Regions from separate parts of the Sus scrofa genome. Here region 2 is linked to region 1. The links are chromatin contacts, called in public Hi-C maps. All regions are on one chromosome and are shown on one strand. Each heading gives the region's core, a stretch centred on a gene start, on an enhancer-like site or on the middle of the called end of the contact. The rest is flanking DNA. Distances are from core to core; before and after follow the strand shown. Region 1 holds the start of MORC4 (MORC family CW-type zinc finger protein 4). Region 2 holds the start of PSMD10 (26S proteasome non-ATPase regulatory subunit 10).

Region 1 (2,700 bases), core at 196-2,695:
GACATGTCCATATTTTTAGAGGATACTGAAGTCTATAGGGCAAAAATGACATGATGTTTGAGATTTTCTCTAAAGTACTTAGAGAAATTTGCAAAAGAAGAAAAGTCCTGATAATTTTTGAATCCGAGTAATAAGTACCTGGGGATTCATGAAATCATAATCTGTATTTTGTGTATTGAAAAAAATTTATGATGCTAAAAAAAGACAAATGCAAAGGACCCAATGGGAGTAAATAATGCGCAAAGGATTTAAATATACAATAGATATTTGAGACGATATTGAGCTACACTGAAAAGGCAATGCAAATTAAAACAATAAGGAGATAGTAGACAGATTGGCAAAAAGTTAAAAGATCAAAACCATCTAGTGCTATGAATGTGGGTGGCAAAATAGCCAGGTGTTTCTCGCAGGGCAAATTTCTAGGAGGACAAATGCCTCTGTCTTACAGTATTTATTAAGAGTAAACTGCACACACACTAATAGACACAACAATATTCTGTAGAAACAACTGTACCAGAAATTCATGATCTGTACATGAGGATGTCTGAGGCAGCACTATTTTTATTGGCAAGAAAAACAATACCACCATGAAATATCACAGAGGAATAGTCAAATAAATAAAGGTTCATCTCTACCAGGTAACTTTTTAAAAAAAAAATTAAAAATCTTTTTTTCTGTAATCTGTATGTGGTTAATAGTACAAGGACTAGAAAATACAAATAAGAAAAAAAAATGAAAAGAAAAAGATTAATAATTCCAGACCTGGAGGTATCATCTTAGAATACATCATTTCAGGTGTTTCTCACTGTAGAGGGTGTGTGAGAAAGAGAGGAGAGAATACATACATATGTATGTATGTATATATGTACTCGTTTTTTCAACATAAAAGATATCGCATTACACAGTATGTGCTAACCTCCTTTCCTTTATTCCCTCATGAAAATTTTCCACACGAATAAATTTTCATCCACAAAAATGGTCTTTAAGAACTACACAGTATTCCATTTTATGGATACTGCATAACCTAACCCATCCCCTCTTTTGGGGCATTTAAGTGCATTCCAATTTCTCCTTTTATAAACAACCTCCCTGCACGCTTGCAAAGCTTTGAAGATGATTTGCCAATTGCCTTCTGGAAAGTTCTGGCTGCTTCTGGAGGCATTTGAAGCAAAATAGTCCGAATGCTTTCCCATCACGCGAGCCTGCTATCGCCCCAGATAGCAAAACTGTGGTCTTTAGAACTTGTAAGACTTGTCTTATCCTGCCCGTTAGTCACGCCGCCTTACTGGGACTCTGTTCCAGAAATCCCGACACCCTCCCGCCCCTCCCCACGCGACCGCCCCTCCCCACGCGCCCGCCCCTCCCCCGCGCTTTCCCGCTCGGCGGCCTGGCCTATGGCAAACGCCAAGAATTAATTAGGGGCGGGGATCAAGGAGCGGCTGTCAGGAGGTCGCCATATTTCTGTACGGCCCCGCGGCCCGCCCGGCAGTCGGCGGGTCGGGAGAGGTGCTGACAGGGCGGGGCCACCGCGCGGCTCTGCCGGCCTCACCCCTCCCGCCCCGGACAGGTGGCTGGAGCGCGCCCCGCCCCCGCCAGCTGCGGGTGGGAGCGAGGGAGGGCCAGTCCCGGACGGCCGCCGCCAGCTGCGAGCGGGAGCGAGCGAGGGCCAGTCCGGGACGGCCGGGCGAGGAGTCCGGCGGCAGCAAGCGAGTATCGTGGCGGCCAAAAAAATGCTCCTGTACCGAGGGGCCCCCGCGGGCCCTGGCGCGCCGGGTAGCGCGCTGGCAAGGCCGGGCGGCGGCCCGCAGGCCTTCGGGATCCGCCTGAGCACGGTAGGTCGGGGGCCCGAGGGGGCGGACGCGCGCGCGGGCCCCGGGGCTGCGGGGGGCGCGCGGGAGGGCCCGGCGGGCCGAGGCCTCACGCGGGACGGGACCTTCTCTCGCCCCCAGATGAGCCCCCGCTACCTCCAGAGCAACTCCAGCAGCCACACGCGACCCTTCAGTGCCATCGCGGAGCTGCTAGGTGAGTGGTGAGGGCGGGCCTGGCAGCGATCGCCCGAGGCAGCGGTGCCAACGTGGTGCCGCGGACGCGAGAGGAATGTGCGGAGCCGCGCGGGGCGGGCCGGGGCTGGGGTGGGGGCGTCGGGACCGGCCCCGGTTCCGCAAGCGGAGGAGGGGGTTGGCTCTGTTGCCACGGACGAGGTTCCGCGGAGAAAGCTGAGGAAACAAGGTGTGTCTCAAGAGTTAGGAATCCCGTGTAGTCTTTCAGGCTCGTGATGTTCGGGGCACTCTAGGATAGGTTAGTTAATAATCAAAAGGAGATGCATAAAAATGTCGAGCCCCGAGGCAGCTGGGCTCCACGGGGACCGGCGACAGCCGGAGGGCGCCGAGATTGCAAAGGGGCATGAAGAAAGGTCTGGAAAACTGGAGTTCTTTAACTTTGGGGACTTGAGCGTCTGGGAATGATGGGACATCTCTTAAGAGATGACACGAGTGCATTTGGCTCCCTGCGTCTGCCGAGGGCTGGGTCCGTGGTCCACGAGCGCCCTCACACCGCTGGAATGAATACTGAGCACTTAACCTCTCGCTCCACCAATGTTTGCTTTTAAAGCGTTTTCAGTTGATCCCTGGAAGCCAAGTACACCAGCTTTTGCAGTAGTGTGCTAAATACTGTGTGGAGAGCAAAGAAGAAAAACATTCC
Region 2 (2,700 bases), core at 121-2,620, 1.1 Mb before region 1:
GAATTTCATCAATAAACATTTGTTGAAATTTGTTTTCTCTCTTGTCATATAGGTACCTACAAATTATCCACAATTTTGCCTTTTGGTCCACAAAGTCTAAAATATTTATTATCTGGCTCTTTATAGAACCACATTCTACACCACAGCAGGGTAAATATAAACGTAAGCAGTCTCTTTCTTGAGTGCATTCTTTTTTTTTTTTTTTTTTTGTCTTTTTGTCTTTTCAGGGCCGCACCCACAGCATATGGAGGTCCCAGGAGGTCCCAGGCTAGGGGTCGAAACAGAGCTACAGCTGCCGGCCTACCCCACAGCCACAGCAACAGCAATGCCAGATTCGAGCCGCGTCTGCAGCCTCTACCACAGCTCAGGGCAACGTCGGATCCTTAACCCACTGAGCGATGCCAAGGATCGAACCTGCAACCTCATGGTTCCTAGTCGGATTCGTTTCCGCTGCGCCACGACAGGAACTCCGAGTGTATTCTTATTATTACCTGGTTTTGGCATGATGTCCTTCTGGATATGTCCTATAAAGGATAAGCCTTGCATCTCTTCTGCTATGGCACTATTTAGGATTTCTATAAATAGAAACACTATTAGTTTAATAGTTCTAGTAAAGCCTCAGTGTCATCTTCACTATCATGATATTAAAGAGCCAACACCATACCACAGTGTCAAGATGACCCTCATCAAGTTGTGATGTCACCAGGCCATGAACTCACCGAGATCTCTCAGATATCAAGTGGCTCCTATGGCATCACACCCTGCCTTTGGCATCACCCTGGCACATCACCTTACTACGGTGTCATATGCTCTCACTACTGTTACTGAATTTTGCCCTAATGCCACTCCGCCGAGATGTCAGAATAACTGACCCCTAATTAATTCCATTCCTTTGGCGGTGGCAGCAGCGAGGGGTAAGGTGGCCACAGGCACCGGTTCGAGTTCTGAAGGTAGTGTTCAGTTACTACCGTTTTCCCTTCCGCTTACCACTGCAAGTCAGGGCCCCCGAGGGACAGGACTTTTAGGCTCCCATAACCCTCTCACCGTGATTCCGCACCCATTTGGCGTCACCGACTCAATGCCTCAACTGCGACCACCCACCCCAGTTCCACAAGAAGCCGCTCCCCGTACCTGACTCCATTCTCCAGCTGTCATCCTGGGCCAATTCCACCGGCCACTTGACTACGGCGGCCGCAAGGGACCCTGGGACTCGTAGTTCCGCGGTGCTAGGGGCCGAGTTGGAGAGAGCGGGAAAGGCGCCTCCCCTCCCGGAACTGCGCTCGAACTTCAACTCCCAGAGGCGCCCTGCTATGGGAAAAGAAGCAAAGGAACGAGGGAGATCGGTGATTGGTGGATTCTACTGGCTTTTTTGATTGGCAGTGGGAGCCGGCGACGTGAGGCGGTCTTTGGTCTGGCTTCACCGAGATCCTGGGAAAGCGAAATGGAGGGGTGTGTGTCTAACCTAATGGTCTGCAACCTGGCCTACAGCGGAAAGCTGGAAGAGTTGAAGGAGAGGATCCTGGCCGATAAATCCCTTGCCACTAGGACTGACCAGGTAAAACAGCGCTGGGGCCTCTCCGCAGGCGGCGGCGGTGGCTGCGGAGCCCAACGTGGCCGCGGAGCCCAACGTGGCTGCCCGGCCCAGCCCAGCCCAGCCCATCCCATCCCAGGGGGAGGCCGGTTCCGAGAAGGCTAGATCCCCTCCCCCGCCGCCCCATCCTTACCCCAGGGTCATCTCAGGCCTTGAGATCAGGCGGCCGGAGCTAGCCCTGCAGACCGTCACTGTTTTTCTGTTTGTTTGCGGGTTTTTTTTTCCCCCCAGTACTTAGCTTGCTGCATATTGGATATTTCTAGAACGTTTAGCGCGTTTCTCAAAAATGCCCCATCTTTGAGTTATCCGTGAGAAGGAAAGTTTTTGGTGTTTTGAAACGTGTTTCCTTGCATTCATTGGTGATTTTACTCAATGGAACACTTGTAACTGAACTCCTCTTCTGTGCCTGGCAGTTTGCTGGGAGCTGGGGATACAGTCGAATGGAAGGGGCAGACGTTAATAAAATAATCCCCAATCATATCCAATCATAGATAGTGGTAAATACCCGGGAGGGAAGTTGACGTGGTGCTTTCAGAAGCACCTGTCATAGAAGGACCTGATTTAATCTCGATTAGAAAAGCCAAATGTTGTCGTAACTGAAAAGGCTTTGCAAAGGAGGGAAGGTTGGTTTTATTTTGGAAGGATGAGTGAGATTTCCCCGCGGATGAACGGACATTCTAGGCAGAGGTGGAACGGGAGTGGACCTTGGGAAGTGTTTGTTTCTGCCCACCTGCTTAAAGGACCCACATACTTCAAGATTCACGGTGCCCTCAGCAAACCAACAAATATTTATAGATTGCCTCCTATAGGACAGGTATCGTGCTAAGCACGTACTTACAAATCTCCATTTTGTGTCTTTGGAAAGAGAGTTAGAAATCAGAAGACTTTTTTCTGGAACTTTCCTTTATTGCTCAACCTGAAAATGCCTTTGCCTAGTTTACCATCGTTTTGGTCTGGTAATATTTAATACTTTCGATTTAATTTAACAATATTAAGTTAAGATTTAATAATATTTCTAACCATTCTTCATCAAATGAATGGCATAAAAATGGGAGAAACTATTCAAGATCAAAAGACAAGAAACACAACAAACAGTTGCAACTTAAGGA

Evidence for each region. Hi-C and Micro-C count contacts between places; a contact is called where the count stands out from the background.
Region 2: a Hi-C map of subcutaneous adipose tissue shows a contact between it and region 1, with 2.2 times the contacts expected there. The contact joins the promoter of PSMD10 here to the promoter of MORC4 in region 1. A contact is called at or near these places in 2 of 47 Hi-C or Micro-C datasets (embryonic fibroblasts and subcutaneous adipose tissue).

The regions. Positions count from the first base shown.
Region 1 is chrX:87,426,041-87,428,740 of Sscrofa11.1, reverse strand. MORC4 (MORC family CW-type zinc finger protein 4) reads left to right here and starts at 1,445. Exons shown (of 15, transcript XM_021079789.1): 1 at 1,445-1,832; 2 at 1,950-2,022. The coding sequence starts at 1,731.
Region 2 is chrX:88,547,263-88,549,962 of Sscrofa11.1, reverse strand. It overlaps PSMD10 (26S proteasome non-ATPase regulatory subunit 10), which reads left to right and starts at 1,370. Exons shown (of 5, transcript XM_001926907.5): 1 at 1,370-1,555. The coding sequence starts at 1,442. ATG4A (cysteine protease ATG4A) reads right to left here. Exons shown (of 14, transcript XM_021079700.1): 2 at 1,132-1,308.